2 separate regions of the Zea mays genome follow, and region 2 is linked to region 1. Evidence: chromatin contacts called from public Hi-C data. All regions are on one chromosome and are shown on one strand. The core of a region is the stretch at or near the end of the contact, and the rest is flanking DNA. Distances in the headings are between cores, read along the strand shown. Region 1 holds the start of LOC100274815. Region 2 holds the start of LOC103639360.

Region 1 (4,923 bases), core at 1,496-3,995:
TCCCCGCACCGCCGCCGCCGCGGCCAGCGTCGCCCTCCGTCGAGCACAGGCGCGGCCACCGCTCCTCGTCCACCCGGAGGCTCTCCGTGCCGATCCTCTGGATCACCTCGTCGATGGTCTTGGGGTCCGCGGGTCGGCCGGCCACGTCGGTGACGTGGAACACGTTCATGGCCATGTCGCCCCTGGTGGTGATCTCGGCGTGCGTGACCGAGAGGCTGTTCTCCCTGAACACACGCGTGACGTAGGCGAGCAGCCCGCGGCGGTCGGTGATGCGCAGCTCCAGCCTCACTCCCTGCGCACAGCCACAGAGGATCGCTCTGGCGTTAGAGAATACTCCTAGATAGAGAGGTGGTGCGGCTGGGATTTCGTCCGAACACATGGCGGTGAAGTGGAAAGTTGGGCAGGGCGTGAAAGAGACGTTGCGCCTGGGCTGGGACTGGGAGGGAGGGAGGAAGGTGGAGCGAGCATCCGGCGTTGTGTGTTTTTGCTGCGGTGGCGTGGCGTAGCGTGGCATGTAGGGAAAGGAAGGGAGATACTCAGCGATCACGCACCTCGGATGCGCGCCTCTCGATGGCCGCTTCCAAGCATTGGATCACGCGCCGCCTCTCGGTCGCCGAGCTAATTGGCCGCTCGTCCAACCGCCTGATGTAGAACTCCTGCAGCCAAGCCAAGAAGCAACAGGATGTCAACTTAGCTTCAACAGGAGTGCATAGGTAGTGTCTGAATTCAATTTGCAGCACCGTAGCAGCAATTTTGATCAGTTTTGCAGAATATAGTGCTTAGTACTATTAATTATGCAGTCGTGATTATGACGCGGTACAATTTTGAAGCAGAATAATCTAGCGATGCAAATGCAAATGAAACTAAAGTTAAACCTTCCGTTTTAAAATGCCAAAACTCAGAAAATTCAGTAAAAGGGAATTTTCATGAACAAAACTCAAGCATACACACACAACAGTCACAATCAAAGCAACCAAAAGGTAAAAGTGGAGTAAAAGTGAGAGAAAAGTTTACAGAAATGTCCTACCCGCTCCTAATGCAGTGAGTTACTATGGAAACGTCGAGATTCCTGGCAGGAATTCCTCCAGCTCAAGAACTCAGCGCGACAAAAATTCAGTAATGGCGGCCCTAGATTCAGTAATAGCAGGAAAGAAATCTTTGGGGATCAGCCGAGAAAGAAACGCCTAGAAGCTTCACCTGGCGGGCGTGATCGTCGTCTGTGTGGAACGTGCCGTGGTACACCACGTAATCCAAGTCTGTCAAGGTGCAGACGACGTCGAAGAGCAGCTTGGGCCGGTCGCGGCAGCTCACTGTCACCACCGAGTACCCCCTCTCCACCCAATCCTGCACGGCGACCGCTGTGGGCGTGGGCGCCTCCGCCTCCGACTCCGCCCGGTCGGCGCGGCTCCCGGCCTCCCCGTCCTCGTTGAGAAGCTGGTGGAGCCTCCGGTCCATGTTGACGGCGGAGGCGTCTGCCCGGACCATCCTCGCGCCGAGCGCGCCGCCGCGGAGGACGTGCCGGAGCCTGGACTCCACGCGCCTGACCCGCGCCGCGTCGTCGATCGGCGAGCCGGTCTCCTCGTCGCGCACGAACACGAGCGCGGCGACGCGGCCGGCGTGCGTCCAGGCCCTGGCGTCGACGGTGCCGCAGCGGAGGTCGTGCAGCACGGCGAAGACCTCGGAGAGGAGGCCCGGGCGGTCGGCGCCGACGAGCTCGAGCAGGGTGGGCGTCCCGGCCCCCGCGGCGGCGGGCGGCGGGCGGGGCGGCAATGCGTCGGCGGAGAGCGAGGACTCGAGGCGCGCCAGCAGGGCGCCGGCGTCGGCCACCTTGCCGCCCGCGGCGTCGACGACGTGGAAGACGTCCATGAACCAGCGGCCGTCGTCGGAGGAGATGTAGCCTTTGCGGACGCAGACGCCGTGGTCGGACAGGGCCGCCACCGCGTCGAGCAGCACGCCGTGCTTCCTCGCGCTGTGCACCTGCACCAGCGTCGCCGTCGCGCACGCGCCGTTGTCCACCACCACCCTGCGGCGGCATCGCAGACCGATCAGTGACCGCTCCATCGAAGGATGCATCGAAGAAAGAGAACCGCAGGGGGGAAAAAGAATAGGTGGAATTGGCCTCCCGGCCTCCCTTACCTCGGGTTGTTCATGTGGCGCACGAAGAGCTCGTACACCTCGGAGGGGTTGTACCGCTCCATCGCCGCCGGAACCCTCTCCCTGCCTCGGCCTCTCCTCCTCCTGTGCCCCGCTTCAGTTTTCCGCGACGCGGCGACGGTTCCCTTTGCCCCGGGGGGAGAGCGTTTCTTTCCTTTCCGTGAGGGGAGGCGGAGATCTCGTTTCGGTCGGAGGGGTCGTAGATTTGGTTGGGACTTGGGAGTGTCGCGGTGGTTCAAAATCGGGTGCTGGAACGGTGGGTTTTCGCTCTGGTCTGGGCTTGCTGCCGCTTGCCGAGCCGTTGTGTGGTCTGCGTCTTTGTGTGTGCGGGTGTGGGGATCGCCGGGGTTGTCTTGGTCAGCGTCCGGCTGAAATGGGCGCGCGAGACCCGGGATTTCACGCGATCTTTGCCTCCGATTGGTGGGAGTGGGTCGGGTCCGGGAGTCAAACGGCGGTCGCGGGCGAGGAGAGGACCCGGGCAAACGGAATTGTATGTGGGTGGGCTGCTAGGGGTTGGAGACTTGGACCGAACGAAACGGGTCCTGCCGGGAAGTTGTAATAAAAAAGTTTTTGCGCCACTGCTAGTACTGGTAGGGGGCTAGAGGCTGCTAGTACATGAGAAAGGAAGACGCTGCCCGGCTGCCGTGTGGAAAAAGCTTCCGGGATCCGGTGGGAATGTGATGACTCACTGGTGTTGTCCTGGGAGGGAGGTGGGGGATCGCCGCCCTCTGGCTGGCCCATGCGTGGTTGCCACGCCCGCGCGCGGCGCGGAGACCCCTTTTCGGATTCTTTCGTGCGTGTAGCCGTCTCCATACAGTACTCGGTAGTCGGTCGCTAAGCACTCAGCCTTGTGCAGTGTATATAATCTAGTTTAGTAGTTTTAGCATCAGACTATCCGCAGTCGTGACCTCTAAATTTTTGCTCCTATATCATTTTTTAGTCACATGATTAACATTTCACCCCCTAACTTTTTTCATCTCCTGCAACGGTTCCTCATATATTATCCCTCTATATCCCTACAACTATAAAATATAATTTTCTAACCCTATTCATCTTTTATTACTATTTTTTCAACTATTAAATAGAGAAACACTGTGCAAGGAGGCGCTACAATGCTCCCCTTAATCTGGGAGAGCGGCGCGGCCTCCCCTAGCGTTGTAGCACGTAGGAGGCTCCCTACGCGTATACAGTGCTAGGGGAAGGGGCATGGCGCGGCATACGATGCGGACGGCCTCACCCTTCTCCATTGGCCATCGGTTTTTATTATTGCGAGATGCTATCATACTTTCGAAACCTGGTTCGATGTGATCCCGTCTAGGCTAGAAAAAAAGCTCGAACTCGACTCATTATTTAGAATAAGTTCGAGTCGAGCTTATTTTCTAGATCGAGAAAAAAGCGAGTCAGCTCGGTTCGATTCGGCTCACAAGCTGACTTGTGGCTCGACCCAACAACAATTTATTACATAAAATTTCAATTAGTATGCTTATATGTAGTGTTAGTCTAAATAGACAATTAGTTTATGTTTTTTAAGATTACTAAAATTAACCTATTTTCTATATTATATTAGTAATATTTATATTACTAATTAAAATATGTTACTAAAATTATTTTTGATATTTTATATTATATTTTAGAGAGCGAGTTCATGTTTATGATCAGTCTCGTTGGCTCGGATGGTTGAGCCGAGCTCGTCTCGTTTCCATCCCTAATCTTGCCTTTTATCCGTGTTACCCTTCCCGGCTCAGCAGTCATATCTTAATAGCACCGACCGGGGTCAACCACCCCACGACCACCACGCAGTTCGTTTTAGATTAAATCTAGTTATTCGAACTGGTGCAGATTTAATTTGTATAGACAAAAAAAATTGTAGAAGTAGAAGAGCTCGTCCACACCTGCCACGCTGCCACACACACACAGCTTGCCTGCGCGAGCACACGTACTGAAATGCTGCATCACGATCGGATGTGCTGCTGGCCCGCTCCCACCGGACGGTGGTCCCGAGCAGCAGGCAGGCGGGCAGGAAGGCATCTATCTGCTGCGTATGTTCAGACGACTCCAGTGGCTGATGGGCCAGTGCCACCGCGCGTTCCTTCCCTGTTGCTTGCCGTCCAAGCCAACCATTACCTGGAACTGGGATCCGCAGGACAAGTTCCTTTTTTTTTCTCCCCCTTGCCTTGCACCTGTCCAAGCTACGCCAAAGAAACGCGCCCGGATTTCACTCGGTCAGAGAAGGAAAACCGCCAGTGCGTGAGCACAAATAGAAAAGACTAATAAACAACAGGTCAAGAATTCAAAAGGATAATAAAGAGACTACTACTACCCATGGCCACCACATGCTCTTTTCACGGGAGAAAGGATGGATGTGTCGGCGATCGGCGTTGATTAATCGAGGTTAGTTGGTTGGTGCCTAATCCATCCATCCACCAACAGTGGTGCCTCCGCTGCGAATCGAAAGGCGCATCGATCAACAACTAGCGGAGTTCTCCATCGGTTTTGCTCGATCGAGGAGATCGCCAGCTGCAGCGCGCGGCCGGGCTCTTTGGTTTACATTTTTTTTTTCCACCTGGGTTTGCTTGCGAGGGAAGCACAGACTTTTTGCCATATGGGGGTACAGCGGCGGGTACGAGAGATCTGGAGAGGTTGTGTCATATCATATAACTGGGGGCGTTTCAAGTACTACTACTAGCTAGCATGATCGACCTGCAGATCTATATCGTTTTGACAAATGCCGTCCTTTTCCGCACATGCCCTTTTGATTCCGCTTGCGCG
Region 2 (4,923 bases), core at 840-3,339, 190 kb after region 1:
TAAGTGTCTTAATTTTTTATAAAAATACATTTAGATCATGATCCATTACCACCTCTAACTAACTATAACTGACTCTCTGTACGGGTAGGGACTAGGGAGTAGTGGTACTAGAAGCACTGGTGTCTGTAGGTGGGCGAAGATCCTCCAAATGTTTTGCACCCGAACTCCACCAGCCAAAATTTGGGACTGAGACGTCAATCATTTTTCATTGACAGCTTCGATCCACCAAGTTAGGTAGTATATATATACTGAACGGCCGAGTCATATACGATGATGAAACGATGATCCAGATTTATAGACGGCGCGTACTACACACACACACGTAAAGTTCCGCGCCGCCAACACTGCTTCGAGATGTGCTAGACCGGACGCTCAACTACCGGGCTGTCGTCGTCGGTTCGCTGTCGGGTTATTTGAACTAGGATCGCTGGGTCGGAAATAAACACTCGCTTTCCTGTAGGTGGAAGAGTAGAAGCACATAAAAGGAATAATAAGCACGTAAATGTAAGAGCAAATTCAGGAGTACTTTTTTGATAGCTCTTACATTTAATTTTGAGACCTGGATTAAGGACTCCTGAATTTGCTCTGATATCCTCCATGCGGAAGACCACGGAGTCGATGGTTAGTACTGGTTGCAAATTGCAAATTTGCGAGGGTGGTCAGACTATTGGCGAAACTGTTTGGCATGGAACACGCGACCGACCGAGGAAGCTCGCCCCTCGGCCTCGGCCTCGCCGGGGACCCGGTACTCGTGAGCTTTTAGCTCGCCGGCGCGCGATGATATAGCATTCGGCTGTGTGCCATAAATTTCCGAGACGCGTGTTTGGCAACCTCCGACCTGGGTCCGAGCCCCCCCCCCCCCCCCCCCCCCCGCGCCGGCCGGCCGCTGACGATCATCATCGGTAGTAGCATCTCGATCTGATAAAAGGAGATACGGAGTACTAAAAAAAACAGCGTTTCTTTCAGCAGGCACAACGCGAGTAGTGTTTAGAGGTGTGTTTTGAACTGCACGCAGCACCACCACCACTGCTTCCCAATGCAACCAACATCGTTTACGGCTTACGGCTGCTCGATGCCTTCAATTAATGCGAGTTGTTTAGTCACGCCCGGCTCACCTTGGCGCCAAAAAAAATGGTGGTCTGTAACCAACTTGATGGTTGGGGGTTGGCGTAAGAAAGATGGATATAATAGTTTTGCTGTTGGGTCCGTCGCACTCATGCAAGTAAATGCAACGGTTTATCACTCTCGATCTGAAAGGTTTCCCATCTTAATTAAAAAAAAGGAACATATTCTCTTCCTTGTATTGTACACTTGAAGTATCTAAATAGTAATATAGGCTAATAGGTGACATGGACATCGACAGCAAACCTCTCTCCCCTGTCCCTGTGTCTGTCTCCATGACAGATTAACTCGGGTTCCATGACTGAAAGTGCCAGTGCTACTCTGGTGGTGTGTATCCTTCGTTCTTCATCAGGAAACTCTTGAAGCGACCTGGTGTTTGCGAATGACCGCTCGTGCATCAGGGCACATCAAAGCTCACTGATTTTGCAAAAAAAAAAAAAAAAAAAATTGTCACCTGGCACCGATGAACAGGCCAGTTCTAGTTCCGCCGCCCCTGTCATGCATGCATGCATGCAGGCTGTGTAAGCAAGAACCGGTGCGGCATGTATGTACGACGCCGCGACGAGACGATGCCCGGCCGGCCGTCGGCCTTGGAGCCCCGAGTGTGCCATGCCGACACCCCAGGCAGATCGTGCAGGGAGGCAGCGGTGCCATCGACAGCCTCCTTTCCACGGGCGTGACTACTCGACCGCCACTGCTTGCAGTCATCTGTTGGCGAGTAAATGTCGTGTTCAGAGACCGATGCGGAGCGTGCGACAGCGACGTCTGAAACGGGACAATCATCTCGCGGACAACAACCTCCCGGCCGCCTCCCTCGTGTCAGACCGGGGTGTCAGCGCCGTGGCGGAGAGGAGAGGGGAGGGCCCCTTGCCGCTTGCGCTTGCGCGTGACGAGATGGAATGGAATGGATGGATGGACGCTCCCCCTCCACTTCCGCTGGGACGTCCGTCGTGTGGTGCGACTGCGACCGTACCGTGCGAGGGATCGCAAATTCGCAATCGCTCTATCTTGAGTCTTGACCTGGACAGCGAAGCTTGTTTATACTATCTTCAGCGGTTCCCCTTAAATTTCTCCCCATATATCCTACTCATGTGCCACGTCTATATCTCCATCCTTTACAGCGGTCTCCATAAATTCTTTCCCTATACATCACTACAACCATAAAATATTATTTTCCATATCTTTTCATCATCTATTATCATTTTTCTCTTCTCTAACAAACACTGACGCACACGCATAGCGAGGAAAGGGGGCTGCCACAGCGCCCTCTTAATCTGGCGGAGTACCGGCCTCTCTCCTTGCACTGTTGCCGGTAGAGGCTCATATAGCGTCATGCGTTGAACACGGAAGGAGATGCCTGTAGCCATCACAGGTAGCGGAGAGGGAGGCTGGCGGGATGCGTTGAACACGGTCTTAAGAAAACGTGCTCTGCTGAAATGAAAACACTGGCTCACGGACTCTGAATTCTGAAACGTACGCATTAAACGGTTAGCTCTTGGCTCTTGCGCACGGGCCGGAGATGATTAGGGCCTTGTTCGTTTCTGCCGGATTGGTGAGTCAGAATAATTTCTAATCGGATTGCTTCTCTAATTTATATAAACTTTATTTAGCCGGAACGATTCCGGGTGCAATCCAACATAAACGAACAGGGTCTAGGGCGGCATGGCAGTCAGCAGGTGGGGTAGTAGCAGCCCTACAAGAAACTGATAAATGTTCGTGAGTTTTGTTAAGATCGTGGGTACCGACGTTCTTATATTAATTAAGTTCATGGGTTTATTTAAGAACGTGGGTACCCACGTTCTTACATTAAGTTCGTGGGCCCTAGCCAAAACCGTCGAACTTAACCTTTTAGGAACGTGGGTACCCACGTTCTTAAATTAAATACGTGGGCCGCGTGGACACCGTCGAACTTAACCCAACCTAAATCCCTAACCCCGCGCGTCTCTCTTCCTATCTCCTTTCCTGCTTCCCACCAGTGCTTGCACCCGCCGCCGGCCGCCAGCACGAGCACACCGCGCCCGGCCGCCGCCACCTAGTGCGCTGCGCCGCGCCACCATCCCGCTCGCGCGCCACCCAGCTCGCGCCGCTACCCCGCTCGCTGCGCCGCGCGCCACCCCGCTCGCTGCGCCATCCCGCGCGCTGCGCCGCGCCGCCAGCCAACGCTGCCCGCTCGACAGCCCCACGCCGCCTGGCCACCTGCGCAACCGCGCTGCAGCTGCCCGCCGACCTTAAGAACGTGGGGGCCATCGAACTTACTTCTTTAAGTTCGTCCAAAAATCGCCGTCGGCTATGTTCGTGGGTAAACCCACGTTCTTATGGTAAGTTCGACGGCCTATTACATTAGGTTCGACGGTTTTTCACCCACGTTCTTTAACCAGTTTCTTGTAGTGCAGGTTGTTTGTGCAGTAGCATCCGTGCATTGTCTTTCTACACACCAGGCACCAGCCACAGGGCCGGTCCTGAGGGCGGGCAACCGGAGCGGCCGCACCGGGCCCCAAAATTCCAGGGCCCACCCTAGGTATACATACAGTGTATATGTATATACGTATTATGGCCAGATCCAAGTAAAACTAATCCAATTAGGCCCATGTTGATTCAACTGCCTGGACACCATGGTAATTGGAATAAAAAATCCCTAATCACCGTCGGCCGCTGCAAACGCACGCGAAAGCCTTGCCCTTGCGCGATTGTGCCCTGCGCTTGCCGCCCTTGCCATCTGATCACCTCACATTGCAGTCCTGCCATCTTCTTGCCGGTCCTCAGGCCTGCTGTGCTGCCTGTTCACGGAATCACAGCACAGGTCACGGCTTCGACTGCTTGAAGCTAAGTTTACCTGAAAGTCCAATGTCTTCTATGAAGATCTTTGATTATGTTCAGCAAATGGATTCGTATCCAAATATTACAATCGCTTACCGGATATTATTTACTGTGCTTGTAACTGTTGCATCAACTGAGAGAAGCTTTTCAAAGTTGAAATTGTTGAAGAACTATTTAAGGTCAACAATATCTCAAGAACGTCTCAACGGATTGGCCACTTTATGTATTGAGAAGAAATTATTGGACAAGGTTGATAACAACACTATTATCAACGACTTCGCATCAAGAAATGTTAGAAGAAAATTTTAAGGTAATAGGTAAACATATTTGAATTTATTTTGATATATTTGAGTTTTTTATTATATAAAATATTTGTCGATGTACTTAGAAGAAAGTAAAAAAATTATAGATGAAGCTTTAAAGGCCCCAATTTTTGGTTTCGCCCCGGGTCCCTGAAAACTCAGGACCGGCCCTGGTACATGCTGACATCAAACCCTCCAAAAAAGATCAGGTAGAACTTGTTCGTTTGTGCCGGATTAGTGGGTTGGAATAATTCCTAACCGGATTGCTTCTCTAATTTATGTAAATTTTGATTGGCTGTAATGATTCAAGGTGTAATTCGACACAAACAAACAAGCCCTCAGTCAGAAAATGACGATGACCAGCCATATCGTCGACATGGCACGGTACGGTTTGGAGTCAAATCATCGAGAGCCTTCAAGTCTACTAGTCAGGAAACCCTGTTCTTAAACGCCAAGACGGGCCGGGGACGACGCACGCACGCACGAATCTTTGGTTGTTGGACGAACTTCTATCACGCAATAAACCAGCTTATTAAAAGTAGTACTACTAGTAAATAAAAAAATTCGTCCTCTCGTCGTCGTAGCACATAACAGAGAGCGGTTGGAACTGCACGGTTTCGGTCAGTCGATCTCCAAGCGTTTCAGAGATTGGAACGCTCTAACTAATAATATGCCCGGTACA

What was found. A called contact is a pair of places that touch in the nucleus more often than the background predicts.
Region 2: a contact with region 1 is called in a Hi-C map of bundle sheath, with 2.2 times the contacts expected there. The contact joins the promoter of LOC103639360 here to the promoter of LOC100274815 in region 1. A contact is called at or near these places in 4 of 25 Hi-C or Micro-C datasets (bundle sheath, endosperm, leaf and 1 more).

Annotation. Positions count from the first base shown.
Region 1 is chr9:148,769,804-148,774,726 of Zm-B73-REFERENCE-NAM-5.0, forward strand. LOC100274815 reads right to left here and starts at 2,746. Exons shown (of 4, transcript NM_001349177.1): 1 at 2,137-2,746; 2 at 1,198-2,023; 3 at 552-656; 4 at 1-292. The coding sequence starts at 2,198.
Region 2 is chr9:148,956,389-148,961,311 of Zm-B73-REFERENCE-NAM-5.0, forward strand. LOC103639360 reads right to left here and starts at 2,090. Exons shown (of 2, transcript XM_008662121.2): 1 at 1,577-2,090; 2 at 1,248-1,491. The coding sequence starts at 1,905. The coding sequence ends at 1,338.